Regions from separate parts of the Mus musculus genome. Here all the other regions are linked to region 1. The links are chromatin contacts, called in public Hi-C maps. All regions are on one chromosome and are shown on one strand. The core of a region is the stretch at or near the end of the contact, and the rest is flanking DNA. Distances in the headings are between cores, read along the strand shown. Region 1 holds the start of Gpn2 (GPN-loop GTPase 2). Region 2 overlaps Clic4 (chloride intracellular channel 4 (mitochondrial)). Region 3 holds the start of Sesn2 (sestrin 2).

Evidence for each region. A called contact is a pair of places that touch in the nucleus more often than the background predicts.
Region 2: a Hi-C map of B cells shows a contact between it and region 1, with 6 read pairs. The contact joins the enhancer-like site here to the promoter of Gpn2 in region 1. A contact is called at or near these places in 2 of 39 promoter capture datasets (liver and pre-B cells) and 1 of 484 Hi-C or Micro-C datasets (B cells).
Region 3: a Hi-C map of CD8 T cells shows a contact between it and region 1, with 8 times the contacts expected there. The contact joins the promoter of Sesn2 here to the promoter of Gpn2 in region 1.

Annotation. Positions count from the first base shown.
Region 1 is chr4:133,582,643-133,585,858 of GRCm38.p6, forward strand. It overlaps Gpn2 (GPN-loop GTPase 2), which reads left to right and starts at 1,731. Exons shown (of 5, transcript NM_133884.2): 1 at 1,731-2,227. The coding sequence starts at 1,817. Gpatch3 (G patch domain containing 3) reads left to right here. Exons shown (of 7, transcript NM_172876.2): 6 at 340-467; 7 at 977-1,600. The coding sequence ends at 1,190.
Region 2 is chr4:135,237,556-135,240,771 of GRCm38.p6, forward strand. It overlaps Clic4 (chloride intracellular channel 4 (mitochondrial)), which reads right to left. Exons shown (of 6, transcript NM_013885.2): 2 at 1,307-1,416. Among named protein-coding and RNA genes, the nearest start is that of Clic4, 34 kb to the right of the region's middle. Within about 2 kb of position 1,751, at least 57 of the 459 cell types and tissues checked have an H3K27ac peak or open chromatin away from gene starts, as enhancers often do. A contact at or near this core is called in B cells and liver, where this site is marked.
Region 3 is chr4:132,508,851-132,512,066 of GRCm38.p6, forward strand. Sesn2 (sestrin 2) reads right to left here and starts at 1,606. Exons shown (of 10, transcript NM_144907.1): 1 at 1,214-1,606. The coding sequence starts at 1,303.

The DNA of each region.
Region 1 (3,216 bases), core at 481-2,980:
CCTGCTCCAAGGAGCATGCCCACTCTCCCTTCTTCTTTCCTTCCCTTCCCTTCATTCCTTTTTTTTTTTTTCCGGTTTTTCGAGACAGGGTTTCTCTGTGTAGCCCTGGCTGTCCTGGAAGTCACTTTGTAGACTAGGCTGGCCTTGAACTCAGAAATCCGCCTGCCTTTGCCTCCCAACCATTCCCTCTTCTTCTTACATCCTTTGAGGCAGGGTCTCATATGTAGCCCAGCCTGACCTCGAACTTAAATCTCTGCTCCATCTCCCAAGTGATGGAGCCTGCACCCCTGCCACACTTGAGCCACTTCTTTCTCTGGACTCTCGCTTCTTCCTTTGCAGGGCATCGGCCGGAAGGTGATGGAGCGCCAGGGCTGGGCTGAAGGCCAGGGCCTGGGCAGCAGGTGCTCCGGGGTGCCTGAGGCCCTGGATGGAGATGGCCAGCATCCTAGATGCAAGCGCGGCTTGGGGTGAGTGCACCTGAGGGGCTCCCTAGGCCATTGTCCAGCTGTGCTGCTGTCTGCTTTCCCTCTTGCCATTGTTTTGAGGTGGGTGTGGGCCCCTCTAAATGAACAGCTTCACAGCAGGTGTAGAAATAGATGACACTGTCCTTATTTTCATTTTAAACCCAATCCTACAACTTAAAGGATCACGGGGCCCTCAGGGAAGTCATTTCCTCAAGTCTGGGTTTTGGCTTCATAAGGGAGTCTGTTGTGGAAATGAAAATTCCCAGGTCCCTGATAGTTGACACTCCTCTCCAGAGGCTGGAGAGCAGAATTTGGAGACAATGCTTTGTCTTTGGTGCTGGAGGTGTGGCTCAGGAGTGAGTGTGTCCTTGCCCCGGGTTCTTGTGCTATGAGCATGAGACCGCTCTGATAGAACAAACCAGATATGTAGTAATTACTTCCTGTCTCTTGCTAACCTCTTTACTGGGCTTTGAAGAGAGCAGCCTTCTCACCAAGAGCTCTGTTTTATCCAGATACCATGGAGAGAAGTTACAGCCATTTAGGCAACTGAAGAGGCCCCGTCGAACTGGCTTGGGGCTCATTTCCACCATCTATGATGAGCCTCTGCCCCAAGACCAGGGGGAGACCTTGCTCCGGCGCCAGCCACCCACCAGCATGAAGTTTCGGACAGATATGACTTTTGTGAAGGGTTCTAGCTGTGCCTTGGACAGACCTGAGCCCGAGTGAGCCTATGTCCTTGGTCAGGATCACTCTGCGGCAGGGACTTAGCCCTCTGCCTGGATCTTGCCCTGTGGACCTGAGAAGCAGCCCAGAGCCTGGGAGCAGCCCTGAGCATGCCCAGTTTCTCTACCTCAAAGATGATATCACCAAAAGCCCCTCCGTCTCCTGGGGTGTTTGTGCCTAAAGGCCTTCCCTTGGTCTCCAGGCCCTAGTGCTTGTTTGGGTTTGCCCAGAACAGTGAAGATCTGGACTGCCTGTGGCACCGTCCAGTCGGGTTTGAGGGTTGTCTGAAGAGCTCCGTGAAGCTGGGAAAGGGGACCAGAGAATTGATCCAGAGAGCGTCGCGGTCCCTTACCACGTCTACCCTCTGCCTAGAGACGGATCGGTGCGAGAATAAACCAGTTTACCCGGCATGGAGATCTGCCTTAGTGAAGCCTGGGGAAATCTTAAAACCGGAGGTGTGCGGTTGCGTGACCACAGCCTATGCCGTGGCCGTGTGGGTGGGACTTCCTCTCCAGACAAGTTCCGGCGGAATCCGGAAGTCGGAACTTTTCCCTTCCTTGCCGGGTAGTTTGTTCGTTTTTCTGCTTGAGTTTACTTGGTGAGGCGCCCGTGGGCTGCCAGCTCCACCCATGGCGGGGGCCGCCCCGACTACGGCCTTCGGGCAGGCAGTGATCGGGCCCCCGGGCTCGGGGAAGACCACGTACTGCCTGGGCATGAGTGAGTTCCTGCGCGCTCTGGGGCGGCGCGTGGCGGTGGTGAACCTGGACCCCGCTAACGACGGACTGCCTTACGAGTGTGCGGTGGACGTGGGCGAGCTGGTGGGGCTGGGCGACGTGATGGACGCGCTGCGCCTGGGGCCCAACGGTGGCCTGCTCTACTGCATGGAGTACCTGGAAGCCAACCTGGACTGGCTGCGCGCCAAGCTGGAGCCCCTGCGAGGCCACTACTTTCTCTTCGACTGCCCCGGCCAGGTGGAGCTCTGCACGCACCACACCGCCCTACGCAGCATCTTCTCCCAAATGGCCCAGTGGGACCTCAGGGTGTGTCTCGGGTCGGGCAGAAGGAATCCCTGAGACCGGGAGGCGGATAGGTGCCACGCCCCCAAGTTACATTGGGAGATAGCGGCTGAGTTAAGTTTGAAGCAGAACTAAAGCCTCTGAGATAGAATTTTAGCTCGGCCCCAACTCATTTCATGGTCTTGGAAAGTCCTTTCACTCAGTTTTGTCATCTCTAAAATGAATGTGACAGTTCCCAATTTTAAAAACAGTGGAAGTGACTACACAGAAAGTGGCTTAGTGATTGGTTAGTTGGTGTTCAGAAGTGTGATGAAAGAGTAGAGAGGTAGGTGCAGTGTGATTTGAACCCTTTGTCCACTGCAGGAACTGTGCAAGAGACCTTGGAAGAGGTGTTGGAGATTAGCTCAGTGGTAGAGAACTTGTCTAACAAGCAGAGGCCACAGTCCCTGGGTTTGGTCCCCAGAATAGTAGGAAGGACAAAATGGTAAAATTGCCCCCTATCTTCTTGGAGGAGGACATGATGTTATTAAATTTAAATTAAGTTGCCTGGCGGTGGTGGTGCACGCCTTTAATCCCAGCATTTGGGAGGCAGAGGCAGGCTGATTTCTGAGTTCGAGGCCAGCCTGGTCTACAGAGTGAGTTCTAGGACAGCCAGGACTACACGGAGAAACCCTGTCTTGGAAAAAAAAAATTAAGAACAAGAGGCAGGAAAATATCTCAGGCCTGTAACCCCAGCAATGTGGTGTGGAGGCAGAAAGAGTTCTGGGCCATCAAGCCCTGTCTCAAGCAGGCACATGAACAGGAAATAGAACAGTACTAAGGAAGGAATAGAACAGTACTAAGGAAGGAATAAAACAGTACTAAGGAAGGAATAGAACAGTACTAAGGAAGGAATAGAACAGTACTAAGGAAGGAATAGAACAGTACTAAGGAAGGAATAGAACAGTACTAAGGAAGGGTACACTGGATCCGTGGGCTGCCAGGCTCTCGAGGGAGATGTGGGCTCAGAAGTG
Region 2 (3,216 bases), core at 501-3,000, 1.7 Mb after region 1:
GGATAAAGAGCCATCAGTTCTACCACTGTCACCCAGCAGCCGACAACAGCTTTCCCTAGACACTATCAACAACTTCAAATGCCTCAATTGGGTGATGTCAGGAGCATAATGGAGCTATGGAGATGGCTCCGTGTTAACCTAGCACACATGAGACTGTGGGTTCAATATATACCACCAAAAAGGGACATTTTTATATTACAGTACATTTATAAACATGATAGTTCCACAGCCAGACCCTTGAGTTCTCACTGGTGTAAACTTAAAAAATTTTAATTTTAGTGTGTGTATGTTGCCTACATGTCTATTTGTGTACCATTTGCATGTTGCATGTTTGGTGCCCCCAGAGGCCAGAAGAGGGTGTCTGATCACCTGGAACTAGAGTTACAAATGGTTGTGAGCTGCCATGAAGATGCTAGGAATTAAACCTGGTCCTCTGGAAGTCCAACTCTCCAGCCCGGGACAGGCTCTCGTTCTGAACCCGGAGCTCCACGGTTTAGCCAGGCTGACTGGCTAGAGAGCTCCTGCTCTCTGTCTTTGGGGACGATGGGAACAGAAGTGTTCTTCAAAAATATGGGGGTGGGGGGGAGGACCGGGGGACAAGTTCCTGAGGGAATGAGGGGCATCCTACTTATCAGAACTCTTCTTGGCCTCCCTTAATCTGGCCTCTAGAGAGAAACCTAGACACACATCTTCAACTAGCAAGACTGCTCTTATTTTATACCAGAAGTGCTGTAATATCACAGAAAATATACTATTACCTAAAAACTAGGCTAAATGAAACAGACCACATTATTCAGCTCTCTAAAACTCCTATTCTTGCCTTCCCTACCTCAAACTGCAATTGGACCCCATGTGTGTGCTAGCTGGGAGGGGGCTCTAATCCTAAGCTGTGCCACCCCCTCAAAGCCCCCACAGAGATCCAGATGCTACCATTCACAATTAGCAGACTTTGTCAGCCAGAAGGCAGAGCTCTTGGTGGCTTGTGTTTACGCTGAGAAACTCAAGGGTTTCACTGCTTGTACACTAAACCTTGGCCTTCAGGGCTCCTCAGAGGTTTAAGGTAACCAGGTTCCAAGGGAGATTCACCCACATGCAGCCACGGGTAGCAAACACACCAAGAGAAAAACTAGGACTCGGGGTGACACTGTAAATCGACCCGAATGTTTATACAAGTTAAATCTTAAACAGAAAACCTGAGTAACTTCTGTGTCCTTCATGTGCAATCAAAGCAGAGGGCAGGAAAGGATCCATGCTGATGGTAAACTGCACACTCGAGAGCCGACTTCACAGCACAGGCAAGCCTTACCTTTTCAGGTCAACGGTTGTGACACTGAACACGACTCCTTTGAGCCAAAGGATCATGAAGAGCCTCTGTGAAAAGGGGCAGTTTCCAATGCTTTCACCATCACTTCCGGCCTGGAGGCAGAGCAAACATTAAAGACAAGGTCAAAACGATGACACGCAAGCAGCAGAGCTGCCGATGAATTCCAACCAGAATATTAGGAGCGACAAGGAGGGGGCACATGCAGGGTGTAGTGATAATGGGCTTTCCTGTGCCTCTCTACTGCAACTTTCCAATGTGGCAGCCAGCAGCAACAGCTGGCTAATGACTACTTAAAACGGGGATGTACCAGTGTGGTGAAAATTTCATTTTACTTATCTTGAAAAGCCACACTTGGCTAAGAGATGTGTGATGGTCTGATGAAGATGCCCCCCTGTTGTTTCTGTCATTTGAACACTTGAAAACAGCTTGTGGCGCTGTTTGGAAATGATTAGGAGGGGTGGCCTTGGTGGAGGAAGTATGTCACTGGGGGTAGGCTATAAGCCATGGTTTATTTATAGTTTGAGATGTGAGCTCTCTCTCAATGGCTGCTCCAGCAGCCAAGCCTGGTGCCCACTGTCACATTTCCCCACTGTGGTAGTGATAACTCCTATTCCTCTAGAGCCCTTAAAGGGCTTATTTACCGGTCCTTCTAGGAGTTGCCGTGGTCATGGTTTTTATCACAGCAATAGAAAATTAACTAAAGGCTGCTATGTTGAGAAGCGCATCATACCCAAGGACACATACACTGAGTAGCCCTGGCTGTCCTGGAACTTGCTCTGTTGACCAAGCTGGCCTCCAATTAAGTCCTTGGTGTAGGTTCCGTCAGACTGCCTTGTTTGTCCAAGTGTTGAGATTAAAGGTATGCACCACCACTGCCTGGAAACAGCATTTTTTATAAGGCAACATGAAACAAGGAAATGTATAATGTCTGTCTTCAAAGAGTTAAATAATTGCCGATCACCATAATCAAAGGTGGTAGAGTCTGGTGGTGGTGGCACATGCCTTTAATCCCAGCTCTTGGGAGGCAGAGGCAGGCGGATTTCTGAGTTCGAGGCCAGCCTGGTCTACAGTGAGTTCCAGGACAGCGGGGGCTACAAAGAGAAATCTTGTCTGAAAAAAAAAAAAAAAAAAAACCAAAAACAAAACCCTACACCCATGTTATTTCATGGAGCAAGAAAATAACCAGACACTTGTATAAGCATTTTTGAAATCCTGTTTAAATGAAGCAGTTTACTGCCCTGAGCACAATGATGGACGAGCAGCCTTCTGAAGTTCAAGCCAGACAAATCTTTAATTTTATCAAACATGCCCCAAGATTCAAAGGGAGATGGGGAGACAGGTGTGGTGTCACACACCTGCAATCCCGGCACTTGAGAGGCAGAGGCAGGAGGATCAGGAGTTCAAAGTCGTCTTTTACTACAGAGCAGGTTGGAGGCCAGCCTGAGCCATCCCACCCTGTCTTAGGAGAAAGACACTCCAGCTCATCTTCATTCTGATCACTTCAGCCAGTCCTCCACAGAGGTGGCCATTCACAATGGCAGCCAAGAGCGCTGCTTTCTCAGCCTGGTTCATCTGCATCTTTGGGGGTTTGGTCTTACCACAGCAAAAAGGGAAACAGGAAATATGGAAGTCCCCTGCTTGTTTACTTACACACACACACACACACACACACACACACACACACGGCAAACACAGCCATATGAGTGTCTATGAGCAGAAGGCGATTTGCATTACCACTCCCTGTGCAACATTTGGGTGGAAAAAGCATCTAAAACAGTAATATGTTTTAAATAAATTGAGTCTACAAAAACATACTTTGTTTCTTTTCTCTCCCTCCACAGACAAAGCCTGTCACTTCTTAAAACAAACTATAATAATTGGTGAGACACATC
Region 3 (3,216 bases), core at 356-2,855, 1.1 Mb before region 1:
GACAAAAGTTATCAGCAAAGAGGCTGAGGCGAGGTGTCCTTTCTGCATACAGATTCCTAAACCATATGAAGAAGCAACAGACTGATGGCTGCCTCCAACGACCCCCCCCCCCCAAGACATTTCCTCAGACATGGGCTGGTTTTAAGATCATACACCTTGGGACTACCACTGTACCTATTTCCAGCCCCGGCAATAGACCTTCCACACTGCTCTAGGCTTAGAAAATCAAAAAGGATCAGTATCTTCTGCAGTGCCAAGCATTCTCCAAAATCCTAGTCACACACAGTCCAGAGAATGAGGGCTAGGCCTCTCTCTGTCCCTTTCGGGCCTCAATTTTCTCATTCTGTAAAATGGGGTTAAAATACGTTTTGTATTTGCTGTCTTTGTCAGACAAAACCTATATCCTGGCATCTAGTAGGTGCTCCATACACGACATAGACTATGTCCACTATCGAGACTGCTGGGAGGGAGACGGGGGCTTTATACTGGCATTATACCTTGTCTCCCTGTGAAGTCTCTCTACGCTCTGAGGAGACAGCAAAACAAACTTTGAGGACCCCAGAACAATTTAATAGGAAGCAATCTATCAAGGGACCAAGGGTTATCCGCTTTCTCCCCTAGCTCTCTCAGGCTGCCGCCGCCGAGGATCAGGCCGCCAGCCAGACCCATAAAGCACTCGGACCAGTCTCCAGATCGGGGGTGCAGGTAAGGACTGAAAAAGGGAATCGACCTTCCCTGGTCAGTCCCAGGTGGTTTACTCCCTTCGCTGAGCGACAGGACCAGAAACCGATCCTAGAAAGAGCTCCCAGCCCGCCTGCCCCCACCGAGAGGAAGGGATTCTGCGGAAGGGGGCGGGGAGGAGGAGTGGTCGGGTCTCTCCGGCCGGGATTTGCCTGGACTTGAAGACGCTCGCTTTAGCAGAGAACAAACCCAAAGAGCCACGAGAAGGCGTCCCCTCTCATTGGCCAGGAGTCCGAAGGAGCCAGGGAGGGCTCCGCATCCCCCTCCCTCCCAGGGTGGTAGTGGGGAGGGTAAAGAGAGAGAGGGCAGTGGGGAGGGGAAGGGAGAGCGGAGGCTGCAGTTGATGCAACCCTAGCCCTAGCTTACGTGCTCTCAGACCCTAAGCCCGGGGGGAGCGCACCAGACTTAGACCGGGTCTGCCCGAAGCTCGGCGGTGGCTGGAGGAGAGCGGGTTCGCCCGGCTGTTGCTTACCTCTCGGGTCTCGGGGCCGGCCACACCACCCCTGGTGAACGGCAGGTAGCCCTTGATCTCGGAATGGCACTCGGAGTCCGCTACGATCATGGTGTACGCCAGGACCCGGCCGCGGCTCGTCCGCGCCTGGGACACCCGAGGGGTCTAGGTCGGGCGCGCACAGGAGGCCGGGACTAGGGGTCGCCGGGGAAGCTCGAGATCCCCGGGCTGTCTCTCGGGATTAGGAGAACCGGCGCTACGGCGATAGACACTCCTTTCAGCCCAGCTTGGAAAACTGCGGCCGGCCTCGGAGGCCTGAGATTGGCCGCGGCGCAGAGGTTTTCACGGCCCGGAGTGCCTCGGAAGTCCGCAGTGGCCAGCGCTGCTCGGGAAGCCGGCGCTCCTCACCATCCCCACCACGGAACTGCCAGCGCTCGCCCGGCTCTGTCAGCCCGCTGCGGTCCCTGGGGGAGGGCGGGGACACAAAAGTCCCACGGCGCAGCCAATCAGATGCCTGTTTCTCGGGGAGGCGGAGCCGACACCTCCCTCCGGAGCCAACCTTCCGTCCAATCAGCATCGACAAGCGCCTGGGAACTCTGGGAGCTGTAGTTGGCCTCGCACAGATGCTGCAAACTTTTGCATGAAGGCGTTAGTCAGGTCTCTGGCAATACCAGATGAGAGTGACAGCCCAAGGAGTCATTAGGGCTGCGTGATGAAACGGGACTTCACGGGGCTGGGCCAGACAGCCAGGTGTGAAATCCCTTCTGAGTAAGTTCTTCAGCTTTCCAGTTCCTGGAGGGACTGGTTAGGTCTGCAGAGAGTTCTAACCACACACATCCAGTTCTTCTAATTATAGATCAAAACCCACAAATTTGAAGCCAAGAGCCACCACCCTGTCCCCTCAGGCCCTGAGGGATCTGCACCTTCAGAAACACTAAACCAAGGAAATCACCTTATTTGTGGAGTCTCTGGAAAAGCCCTCACTGAAATACCCTTGACAATCTCAAATTTAATCTCAATCCTCATTGCTACAATTTCCCCTCTTCTGTCCTGCCTTGGGTGCCTTCACACCGCCTTCCACCCTCCAGGCACTCATGGAAACTTTGTAACTTAGGTGTTTGGCTTGATCTATTTCTCACTTCTCCCTCTGGCCACTCCTCTCTGACTCCTCTTTTTCCATCCACTCCCTAAACGTGGGTGCTCTCCTAGTTTCTGTTTTTAGCCCTCTTTTTCTCTAGACATTCACTCTCATGACTTCCCTACACTCACCTCTTCCATCCAGATCTCAGCACTTTACCCTTGATTCACCCATTCACTTCTACTCATCTCCTTCGCGGTTTTTCTTCAGGCCTCTCCCGTTTCAAGTTTCTCTTTATTCTGGTTAAGGAGTCCTAGACAGAGCTGGAGCTGATTAATCCTCTCAGTTCCTGCCTGAAATAGTCTTGAGTTTAGGCTTATGATACCAAAGGTGATCTCCTGACTTGGTCTAATGCCTTCTGTAGGGAAGGGAGTTCACCTGCATGCTCCTTAGAGCCCTAAACTCGGGCTGGACCTTTCTCTCTGTGTTTTAATACTTTCCATACTGTAACTTGTGTTGTCATATTCTGTGTATTTGTCTTATCTGAAAGTTTTTATTATAAACTTGTTGAGGGCAGTGTCTACATTTAGACTTTTTTTTTTTCTTTCTACCTTATGCCACCTGGCACAACGTGCTTCTAATAATATACCCTTGGCCACTGAATATCCCTTTGGGTTAATTCTTTTCTAAACAACTCTATATCAGATTCAGCTTTCTCCTTAAAAACATAGACTCAGCCGGGCATGGTGGCACACGCCTTTAGTCCCAGCACTTGGGAGGCAGAGGCAGGTGGATTTCTGAGTTCAAGGCCAACCTGGTCTACAGAGTGAGTTCCAGGACAGCCAGGGCTACACAGAAGCCTGTCTCAAAAAACCAAAAACAAATAAACAAACAAATGCATATACTCTGTGGGATGAGGATAGAGGATAATATTACAGTGTCCACT